Linked DNA regions of Gossypium hirsutum: all the other regions are linked to region 2. Evidence: chromatin contacts called from public Hi-C data. All regions are on one chromosome and are shown on one strand. The core of a region is the stretch at or near the end of the contact, and the rest is flanking DNA. Distances in the headings are between cores, read along the strand shown. Region 1 holds the start of LOC121214685 (protein MODIFIER OF SNC1 1). Region 2 holds the start of LOC107910161 (E3 ubiquitin-protein ligase SIS3). Region 3 holds the start of LOC107933377 (serine/threonine/tyrosine-protein kinase HT1).

What was found. Hi-C and Micro-C count contacts between places; a contact is called where the count stands out from the background.
Region 1: a Hi-C map of leaf shows a contact between it and region 2, with 2.2 times the contacts expected there. The contact joins the promoter of LOC121214685 here to the promoter of LOC107910161 in region 2. A contact is called at or near these places in 5 of 34 Hi-C or Micro-C datasets (hypocotyl, leaf, petal and 1 more).
Region 3: a contact with region 2 is called in a Hi-C map of leaf, with 4 times the contacts expected there. The contact joins the promoter of LOC107933377 here to the promoter of LOC107910161 in region 2. A contact is called at or near these places in 3 of 34 Hi-C or Micro-C datasets (all in leaf).

What each region holds. Positions count from the first base shown.
Region 1 is chrD02:40,161,157-40,165,082 of Gossypium_hirsutum_v2.1, reverse strand. LOC121214685 (protein MODIFIER OF SNC1 1) reads left to right here and starts at 1,889. Exons shown (of 11, transcript XR_005910316.1): 1 at 1,889-2,268.
Region 2 is chrD02:39,782,714-39,786,864 of Gossypium_hirsutum_v2.1, reverse strand. It overlaps LOC107910161 (E3 ubiquitin-protein ligase SIS3), which reads right to left and starts at 1,985. Exons shown (of 10, transcript XM_016837934.2): 1 at 1,629-1,985; 2 at 1,503-1,541; 3 at 1,208-1,274; 4 at 1,014-1,087; 5 at 561-699; 6 at 375-467; 7 at 83-148. The coding sequence starts at 1,657.
Region 3 is chrD02:39,397,780-39,401,917 of Gossypium_hirsutum_v2.1, reverse strand. LOC107933377 (serine/threonine/tyrosine-protein kinase HT1) reads left to right here and starts at 2,588. Exons shown (of 4, transcript XM_016865578.2): 1 at 2,588-3,120.

The DNA.
Region 1 (3,926 bases), core at 640-3,139, 380 kb before region 2:
TCGGGCAATCATCTATAAAGCTACTTTCGTAATGGTATATAACAAGGGAGAGTTTAATCATGGTACTTTAGTGTAATGACTCAATGCTTAAATAATGTTTTAGTTAATACACGAAAAGTTAGAACTTAATTACAAATTATTTGAATTATAATTATATATGTACAATCAGTCCCTCCTAAAACTCAATATAACCCAAAACAGATTGCATGTAGAACTGATACGTTACATTGGATGAAAACGACGATTAAGAGAAATAGATCGTATGTACCACTATCTGCAATGAATGCATTTTCTCGTTAAGTACAAAAGATGATTGCATATATTATAATGTATCATGAAGTTAATTGCACATTTTGGGTTTAATGTTGTGTATCATTAATATAAATATGTATATTATAATATCATAATTGTATATATATGGTTACATATCATTAATAATTTACCTTAATTATATATATTGTTTGTATATAATTTATTTTACCATAAGTTAGTTACAAGTTTAGGGTTTAAGCGTGCATATCATTAATATAAAACATATATTATAATAACATAGAACATAGTTATATATAGTGATGCATATCATTAATAATCTATCTTAATTATATGATATTGATTGTGTATATTATAATCTACTATAAAATTAGTTACAAGTTTAAGCTTTAGGTTGTATGTCATTAATAACAGAGTGTATATAATGTCATAAATGTATAATAATTATTATACATTTATAATTTTCTTATATATAATAATCGATATATTATATGTAGTTCTTTTAAAAGGTAAATTCATTAATTCATTCAATGAATGGAACCATACAATTCAGAGAGATAAAAAAAATAGCAAACACTCGTCGTAGATGGTAAATGACAAGCTCCATCAACACAACAAAGACTTTAGCCTTAGCATCAATAGAACATTATGACACGTTGACAATTGATTTGTCACAACTCAAACACGACATATTTGGATTGATTGCAAGTACTTAAATATTATAATGAAATCAGCCCCGGATGGTCCAAAGCGGCGATAAAAAATCGACAAAAAAGAATCAAACATTCACCAAACTAGAGAGGACGACAACAAAATCATCCCTAAAATCACTTGTAAGACTAAAATTATATGCATAAGTAAGACTAAAATTACATGCATGTAGTTAAACGAGTATGCATTCTGTTCTTTTGTAATATGATATGTACTAAATAAAATTATATCTTATATTATAAAATATATTTACATTATAGTTTTTAATTTTAATTATATAAAAATTATTATTATTTGTTTAAAATAAGTCAACTAATTGAGATGATCAAATAACAAAAAGGATAAACACAAATTTAAAAATTTTGATGATCTCATCTCATTATTCGATTAGATTTGCAGAAACAAAATAATATAATTTAAGAGAAGCTATATGGAATTTAATATAATAAGATGTTAAATAAGATATATTTTTCTAATAAAAAATTATTATTAATTATTATATTTAATTTTAAAAATATTTTATTTTGTTTTTTTACATCATTTATTAATTTGTGTAAATTATAAACAATGCTTATGGCAAGTTGTTAAAGCATGCCATTATATATAAGAGATTTTGGGTTCCAACCTTATTAGAAGCATTTATTTTTCAACAGGTAGATTTGGATTGAATACTCAAATCTGCAATTGTAGGAATGCGAATTTAGATAATGGAGAAGGTCTATTTGCATCTTCTGAATTCATAGTAACTAGTTGGATATTTGAATCCGGAATTGTCACCTAATTGAATTCTTTGAAATAAAAATAAGGAACTAAATTCTAAATATAAAAAGAATAGAGGGACTTGGAGCAAATTTTATCCTTATATTTTTTACATCACCCTTAAAACAAATTCCATAAGATTTTTCTTAAAAATTTTCTCAGGTTAAAAAAAAAAAAATTCCCGAATCGATATTAAAAACGATAGTCACTCGTCCAAATTACAATCCCCAACTTCCTTTGTTCTCGCTCTCTCTCTCTCTCTCGCTCTCTCTTTTATTCTTTTTTTTTCCCATTTTCTTCCGATCTGAACCCCATCTGCGGCTTTCACATCATCGTCGATCTCCTCCATATTTTCCGATAATTTTTTTTCTCATCTCGCGATCTCACGAAACCCTTAGTTGTCGATATCTCTCTCTTTCTATCTTATTATTGTTTTTTAATTTTAAATTAAGGACAAGGCTATTTCTGTTTTCTCTCTCTTTAGGGTTTCGTTAAGGGACGACCCCCCAGTTTCCCATCTTATCTCTGGCAAGTGGTTCCTTGTGTTTTCTCACCTTTTTCGATTCTATATTTTGTTTACAATCTAGAGTTTGCTTGTTTCCTTAGAAACAATCATTTGACAAGAAACGAAATGGTTCTAATAATATACGAAACCTACGGTTTCCATAATTTATGCGCTATCTGATTTAAGTTTATTTTTGTTGGTGCCGTGATTTGATCTTCTGGGGAACTACAATAACTGGAAGCCTCTTTTGTTCGGTTTAACTTGTTTCTAGGCTTTAAATAATTTGTTTAGCTTTCTACGTCAAATAGTGATACTTTATTGCATGTGATTGTTCTGTTTTCTTTTTGTTTACCTATTTAAGTTTCGGGTATAATAAAATGCAGTGAAGAACTTTTCTGATAATAGGGAGAGTAGGAAAGGAAATTAAAGGTTTGTTGCAGACATAGCTACTAGCGATGTCAGTGAAGATGTTTATGTGACAGGTATAGTGTTGAGAAATCAGGGTTTAATAACTACTGTGGGCAGGGATGAATTTTGAAACTTGACAAGGGTAATTTTGAGTAGAGTGATGTTCTAAAAGTGAAGAAAATGGGAAGCTACTGGACATGGATTCAATAATAAGTCTCTTTTGGAAGTGTATTTACTTTCTCAACTGATACTTGGAATTTGTTGGATGTTTGGTTTCTATTGAGTTCTACTGATGGAGCAGTGTTTTAGGGTGAAGATAGATGCAAAACCAACAATTTCCCCTCCTTTTTTGATCGGTGAAAGATTATTTGCGTTGGTGGTTTTACATGAGAATATTGTAGTTCACATGCTGAGTTAAAATGGTGGAAATGCCCATTGAAGATGATTGGGATAGACTATGAAGCATAACATATTTGCCGTGGGTTCTTGGAGTCAAAGATTATGATTTGGTTTTATGATCATCAATCTTTAGGTTTGAGGTGTTTGCTTGGCCGTAAATCTTTAGATTTTTGAGAATCTTTTTGCTAAGTTTTTAAATTTGGTTTCTTATGAGTACTAGTACTGCCAGTAGACCTATCTTGGTTGGTTTTTGTTCATTCCTACAGATAGGATTTATAAAGTTTGTATGTAGGTTATAGAAGTTAACATACGAGAAGGCTGAAATGCATAACATATGAGAAGGCTGAAATGCATGCTTAGGTCCTCTGTATGTAAATTTTGTGGTAAGTTTGGGAGAAGAATAGTGATAAATGATAAATTACATTCACTTTGATTTGGTGGTTTGCAAGCAGATAAAAGGAGATTCAGCTTGGTTACTAGTATTCCTATGTAAAATTATGTTTATTGGTATGGATAATTGTGAAGGCCATAAAGATAACGAAGTAGGAGTCTTATGCTAACCTACTGGGTGCATTCGGTTTATTGCTTCCACCATATTTATGATGTTTCAAATTCATGTCCTCTTTCTTTTTTTTTTTGTACTTCTTTTAAGACCCAAAGTTCTTAATCTATATACCAGAGTATTATGATATAGTAAACTTCTTTACACAAACCTTTAAGCATCAATGTTATATGATAAATTACATTCACTTTGATTTGGTGGTTTGCAAGCAGATAAAAGGAGATTCAGCTTGGTTACTAGTATTCCTATGTAAAATTATGTTTATTGGTATGGATAATTGAGAAGGCCGTAAAGATAACAAAGTAGGAGTCT
Region 2 (4,151 bases), core at 736-3,235:
ATAAAATAAAACTGAAATAATAAAATATTAATGATAAAGCTCCCATATTAAAGATATATGTAGTAAGAGATTAAGAACTCACCCCATATTCTGAAATAGGAATACCCTGCTGAGCACGTAATAAGTGTGCTTGTCTCCGTGTCATCCACTACAGAAGATGAATTTCATGAAGAAAGATAAGAAAATAGTAATAGAAAATTAACATAACGAACAATTTAGATGTGCCATGCATGCATCCAGGCCATGAGAACATGACATAAAAAGAAAGAAACAGACACAAAAGACAGCTGTCATCATGGGTATGTAAAATACAGATTACGGCAAGGTCATTGATGAATTAAAAGGCACTCTACTGTAGTGTAGGCATGACTAACCTTTCCAACAGACATACAAGCAATGCAAAGCAGTCCACAGTAACTGAAAAGCAGCCAAATCAGGAAACCATATTTCTGACCTTCTTTTGGCAACTGCATATGTTTGCTATATTACCTCCAGTCCAGTGATAAGATAGCATTTACAAGAGAATGATCCTGACTACTGTGAAAGCATTAAACACTTACACAGTTCCTAGCACTAGTGAACCATAGAGTGCCAATTACAGTCCAGGCCCAAAGAAACGGATAAAGTAGCATAGACAGAATTGAAAGGACCACTATTCTTCCACAAAATCGAGCATACCTCTGCTGCCACCCAAAATCCCTAGAAGTAAATCAAGTCAAGCATAAGATAAGTACCTGTAAAGTAAAATGTTAGCTACTAACAGAATACTACCTTTTACAGAAGAAAGAGTTGCAGGTAAATGCAACTGAGAATCAAACAGGACAAAGGTAGAAATAGATTTTTTAACTGTAATGGCTAATTGGCATTCTAGTATCTAAGTTGAGCAGCACGACAGCACGAGCATGAAATTAAAAAGCAACGGTTCAGACTTCATGATGAAAAACTCTTAAGCTCATGTTCAAGCTCCGTTGCTTAAACTACTTAATAGCTACAAGTAAAAGACAAGTACTTACAAACCCATTCCAGCGGCAAGTCCATTATCTACAAACATCAAAAGACGAAAAATGAAGACAGTAGAGTAGTCAACCTGAAACATTAAGTTCCGAATTCATAAGAAACTTTTCCTGCATCAGCAAAATCCAGAAGGAACCAACTTTTCAATCCATACAAAATTCTCCAAAACCAAAACGAATAAAAGAACACTCACCACGATCCATATATGCAACGGGTATGTACAATGATGATAACGCTTCCAATTGATAGCAACAATGATTCTAAAGGAAAAGAATTGTTAAAAGAACAAACAAGTACTTCTCAAACAAACACAAAAGAAGATAACAAAAGATTCATTTCCCATCCCCTTTCCTCCAATTTTCCCAACAATCAAACTTTACCAAAACAAAAATAACTTTAAAAAAAGAAATCCATAGATGTACAGAACTAGCAAGAAAATCCTAAACCCAAATTAAAAATAATGAAAAATCGAAAGAGAAAAAGGATACACACTTGTAGCCAGCATAGACAAGAAGAACCCATCATACCTGCAAAAACCAAAAACAAAAAGCAAATAATAAAATCCCAATTTTTATCTGCATAAATAAGAAAAATTAAAGAGATGAAAAACAAACCACTTGAAATCGACACCTCTGATTGCCATAGAGGAAAGAGTTTAAAGAAGTATAACAGAGAAAAAAAAAGAAAAAATAAAAGAAGGGGGCGGGAGCTTTAGAGAGTGTAAGGACAGCAAAACCCAAGAGATCTGATATTCATTTGGAAGATAAAAAGAAAAAAGGAAACAAAGAAGGATGAAATTGACCAAGAATATATACCTACTATGATTATCTTTGTTTTAGTTATTGATTCATTAAGCAGAAACTAATTTACGGGAATAACAAAGAAAAGAAAAAAAAATAAAGGTGAAGAGAGCGCAGTAGCATTTTGAGGACTTGTAAGTAAACGGAAGGACAGACATTAATCAATCCGAGGTGGAAGGGAAGGCCTGGAATTTAATTAATTTTTAGTAATTAATTACACTTATAACAAATGTTTTTTACAAAGTGTGGCTTTAAGGAAAAAAACAAAAACTTGATGACACGTGTGATAGTGTGGTTACGTGCTTGAATTGAATTAGAATCGGTTAGATTAGGTATGACATTTTTAGCACAAAGAATCCTACTCCTTGCGATGCTTTTATTAAAAAATCGTAGTTTTAAAAGAAATTGTGTTAAAACTATTTTTTTTATAAAAATTCAATTAAAAATCAAATCAAAATATAAAAGAGTTAAATCATATTTTAAGGCTCGAACTTGACAACTCTTCTAATATTGGGATTTGATTTTTTTTGTCTAAGTTAGGGTTTAAATTTTGCAATTATTCTCCCATTAAGGCCAAAACTTTTTTTTTTCAAGTTAAGCCTTGATCTTGGCAAATGTTCTCAAATTGGAACTTAAACTTCTTTTTAAATATGTAGTACTTGAAAACCCTAAAATTCAAGTTTCAATGTAGGAATAATTACTAAGTTTAGGCACTAATGTGAGAATAATTACTAAATTCAGGGTTTAACTTGGACCAAAAAAAATTTAAGCTCCAATGTGAGAACAATTGCCAAGTTCAGGACTTAACTTGGCCAAAAAAAAGTTCAAACCCCAATGTTAAAAAAAATTACTAAGTCTAAGCCCCAAATAGTAATTTAACCCATATAAAACTACAGCATTGGAATTCTTTCAAAGAAGGAAAAGACTAATATAAAATTAGATTTTCTTATACGAGGGGAAGTTTTTAAGATTGAATCTAAAATTTAAGGGAAATGATTTTTGTACAAAAAAAAATATTGGATAGAATTACAAAACCAGATTTTTGGGTATTTTTGTGACCAAAATATCCTTGATTAGAATTTAAACTTTAAATTGATAAAAGGGAAATGGTTTTTGTATAGAAAAATATTGTACAAAATGTATAGAACTTGAATTTCGAGTATTATTACGATTAAAATACCCTTAACTAGGATTTAAATTTAAATTAATAAAATATATCTCTCATCAAGGTAGGTAATCATTGGTCATGTTTTTACGTGAAAAGCGGAGCAAGTTCTCCCACTAATTTATTCTCTTTCAACGTGCAAAATAATTTTTTGGTGTTTAACCCTTCTCGAAGCATATATCTTTAACTAAGAAGGAAATTTGTCCTTTCCCAATTTCCTACCTTCATCCCCTCATCTTTCTCGTCCCTTGTCCCTCGTCCCTTCATCTTTCTCTATTTTTAAAGGGGAATTTTTGAAGTATTATTTTCAAAAAAGCAAATCTTCATTTAACTTTTATTTTTTTTTGTCTCTTAAGGTGTATTCCAACAATGAACAATCAAAATCAAATGAAGATGTAACACCCCTTACTCGACCCGATCGCCGAGTCTGTGCTTTGGGATGCCACATCCGTTGCCGGAGCAACTACCGACAAAAACATTGAAATAAATCATTGTATGATAAATAAACTTTCCTGAGACTCAATCTAATGTACGAAAACTTAATTGTTAAACTGAACATGAAATAGGGTCAAATTACAAAAATTACAAAATTCTTGAATAGGTATCGATACCTCTAAAAAGTACTGATACCAAATTTAACTTTGATGTTTGAAAAAATCATCCTTAAAACAATAAGTATCGATACTTTACTTATGGTACCGATACTCACTTACAAGTATCGATGTCATGTTCTAGAATTGATACCATTTTACAATTTTGTTTCTTTTGTAAAAACTAATTAGAGTGAAAAATGTATCAATACCCAAATGTAGAGTATCGATACTTTAGACCGCTATCGAAATTGTTTTGGCATTTTGTTTGTTTAAAAAACTAAATGAAAAAAAGCTAAGTATCAATACCTTTACCATGGTATCGATACCTTAGTGCCAAAATATCAAAAAACTTTCATTTTGGTGCCCATTTCATGCTTAACTTAAAAAAGTGTTCAAAAGGTGCCTTTAGCACACATCAAAACCTACATATGCACTTTAAAATGCATACCAATTCACGATTCAAACTTTACCAAAATAAACCTATTAGCTCGATTAATCAAACCGAAATTGCCAAGAGGAAGGGTGAATTGGCCTTTAAAAATTTTGGTGGAAGTAAGGAAAGAAAATGAAACAATGAAC
Region 3 (4,138 bases), core at 1,339-3,838, 390 kb after region 2:
GGGCCTCGAGGGCTCGAATAAGGGACAATATGTATGAGTTTGATTGGTTTCTGACATGAATGTTATGTTATATGAAATGATAAATTTTCTGTCTATTTGATCTGTAAACTTCGGCAATACTCCGTAACCCGGTTCCGGCGAGGGATACAGGTTGGGGTTGTTACATTTATTATTTGATACATTGATAATGAAATTTTTAGAATAATAAAGAGAATAGTTGTTATATAATAAAAGCGTTTGTAGATTTTTTTTATGGTCAGTGTATAAAAAATAATAAATTAAATTTCAAAATTACATTTAACTTTGATCAAATGTGCAATTCAATACATGAATTTTGATTTGCTCTAATTATATATATAAAACTTTAATTTTCATTCAATTCTATACATGAAACTTTGATTTTCTCATTTAATTGTACATATTTTTAAAAAATATAAAATTATTTTCATATTAGATAAATGTAGTTTTTTATATGCATTTTATAAACATACAATAAATTTTGATTTTGTGTAAAATGATACATGAATTATAATTTTATGTAACTATATATATAACTTGAATTTTAATTCAATTGTAATTTACATTTAATTATAAATATGTATAATAATGCCACCTTAATACAAATAATAATTTTTGAAATTTGAATTAAAATAAAAAAAATTATTACATTCTACATTAAATAAAAAAATCATTTATATTCTATTTTATTTTCTTTCTAAAGTAAAATGATTGCAAATTATTAGGTAACATGTACCACTCTAATGTAAAACTTGACATTTGACAAACAAAAATTGTTGTTTTAGTACAACAAACTACATTTTATCCAATAAGTAAGTTTGTTTTAATATATATATATATATATATATATATTACCTTCTTTCATTTGAAAGTCTACTTTATTTTTTTGAAATATATTATTTTATGTTATTGTTGGTATATATTTTATAAATAGATTTAAATGAAATTCTTTTCTAAATTAAATAAATTTGAATCAAACTAACCTGAACTATCAAAATTCCACCAACAAGTTTGTTTGTTTTTTCCTCCTCAGGTTTGCTATTTAAAAAGTAGTATATATTTGGTCAATTAATCTTAGCAATTTATATATGTATTTACATTAGAGGTGCTCATGGCCGGGTGGCCCGGCCCGGCCCGACGGCCTGCCCGAAATATGGGAGGGTTTGAGTAAAAATATAGGCCCGAAATATAGGCTTGGGAAAAAAACGATGCCCGTTTAGAAAACGGGCCTGGCCTCGGGCACCACTTTTTTGGCCCGGGCCCGGCTTGACCCGGCCCGATATAATACATATATTTATTTTTTAAAATTTTTAATTTTAAAATATTTTTAAAATACTTTTTTATTATTATTTTTTAATTTTAAAATATTTTTAAAATACTTTTTTTAATTTTTAAAATAAATTTTTGGTATTTATTAAAAAATGGGCCAGGCCTGGGCTTATGATTTTTTCTCGGGCCAGGCCTGGGAAAAATTTTAGGCCCATATTTCGAGCCGGGCCGAAATTTTTTATGGGCCCGGCCCATGAGCACCTCTAATTTACATTATATCTGGACCTGATCATAGTTTCACTCAAAATATAAAAGGGTTTGAGTAAAAATATAGATTCAAAAAATGATTTTGAATAAAAAATGAGGCATGTTTTTCAAACGGATTGAGCATCGGGTATGTTTTTTGGGCTCGGCCCAAATCGAATTTGCAAAAAAGAAAAAATCTTGTTGCTTTTTACTATTGTTTTCGTTGTTTTATCACTGTTTTGGTGTCGTTTCGTAATTTTATTGTTAATATTTTATTATTATTGTTTAAATATTGTATAATTCTTGTTTTATTGTTAATTTTGTTACCATTTTAGAGATATTTGCTTGCTAAGTTGTACCTATCTTAGTGTTATTTAATTGTCAATAATTTTTTAAATTTATTTTTAATTTGTTGGGAACAATTTATTTTAATGTTTTTAGTGATTTGATGCATTATATTTTTAATTTGTTTTTATATAAAAATAATAATATAAAAAAAGTTTTAATATGGGCTGGTTGAGTCGGACCGAACTTGAGTTTTAGCATTTTTATCATGATTGAAATTAAATAAAAATTTAAACCCATTTTCCAGTCCGAGCCCGAGCCTAAAATTTTATTTAGACCCGATCGGAGCCATGATGACCTCTAATTATATCCAATATAACTTTTTGTAAATGTTTAAAATATTATATTTTATAATATAATAATATTCATATTATATAAAATCTTATATATTTAAAGTGATCTATTTTTGCTCTAAAGGTTTACACAAAACAATAATGCAAAATTGACAAGAGAAGTTTGGAATTGAAATGTAGGGGCAGTGAAAGCAATTGAAAAGAACAAAGTAGGCCGACGGAGAGAGGGGCAAAAAGGGAAAAAAGAAGAGAAAATGGCGGGGTGAGAAAATAAAGAGAGAGAGAGGGGTAAATATGAAAAGAGAATGGGCAGAAGACTGAAAGTCATAATCAGAAAGACCCAGATTGTCTCCTCAGAAGTGGATCTTCGCACGTTATCAATGTTTGCCGACTCTTCAACCGTTGATTAATAAAATAACATTATCTTTCTTTTTTGTATCATTTAGGTGAATAGCTTACAAATATACGTAGAAGTATATTTTAATAAGTACAAAATGAAAAATTGTGATGAATTAATCCTGATATTAAGTTTGTGGTTGGAATATGAATATCCTAATTAATCTAAAATTATGTTTTTATCATCACTAAACCGTTATCAGTGTAATACCAAGCTAATAAACCATCATTTTAAATGAAATTGCACGTATAATCTCTCGCTCGCTCTCTTTTTAAGCATTTTAATTAGTTATTTTCCTTCTCTTCTACCTTTTTTCACTCTTCTCTCTTTTTAAGCTGATATGCCTGTCTTTCATTCAAGTCATAATCAAATCAAATCTTTGATGCAAATATAGTTCTTTAGCGACCTTTCGGTAAGACAATCTTCCAAAGATGCTCGGTGCATCGGAATATTATTCATTGGGAAGAGGATCTACCATTAATTACTACACGCCTCAAGCTCTGCAACAACTGAGAAGATTCTACTCTGCAATTAAAAAGGAATCACCACGAGGTATGTGAACCTTCTTTGGCTTTCATTTTAATGCAAAATGAATTGGATATTTAACTGAAATGATGGTAGAATCCAACGCAAAATCAAGAAATGAGGTCCCCATTTAGGCCATGAACTTCCGTTTCTTCCACCTAGCATTCATTTCTCTTTTTCCCCTTCTCAAAGTTTAGCGTTTTAATTGGTGAGCTTCTCTAATCGCTTCTTGGTCTATCACTCCCGTATTTCTACATTTTCTCCTTTATTTTTTAGTCATTAAAAAACTCACAAGTCTTTCCTCGGCTGCACCCTCAACTCTGTCTTAGCCCCCGCGAGCCGAGGAGATCGCTGTTCCTTGGCTTGCTCCCTAGGACGCACTCGCTCTCGGCTTCCGCCTGGTTTGGCTCAGTTCAGCCGCCGAGGACTAGTGTTGGTAGATCTGCGTCGTTCCGGGCTCTGGCACCCTTCAGAATGAGTGTTCTTTTATTTTGATGTTGCGGAGGTAAACAAAATTCCAGAAAATTTACATCTTTGTTTCTTCACTTATTGGACTTTTAACAACCAGAAGCTGCTTCATTGTTTAAGTCCTTATTTGTTATTAATCAATTAAATTTTGATAATTGTTTTAAAATCAATATTCAAATACAAGTAATGGTTAGGGTTATGAAAGGGATAAGAGGGAAAAAGAGAGAAGAAAATAAATAACGGAAAAAGAAAAAAAAGAATTAAAATGCTTAAAAAGAAAAAGTCTAGGGACTAAATGTGAAATTTGACCTAAAATATTTGCTTGAAACTGTTAAAATTAAAGTTAAATTACCAAAACACAAATTAAACTAATTTACCAAAAGAATCATCCACTCAGATATGATGGTTAAGAGTAAATTAAACTTCTTCTATAGATCACAATAAAATTGGATTCAATATAGTAATCATTGACAGGTAAATGGAATATTGTGTAATTACCGTATATATTGGATTCATTCTGTATGGGGTTATATTGATCGGTATTTTTATTTTTTCGTAATTTTAAATAAAATAATTA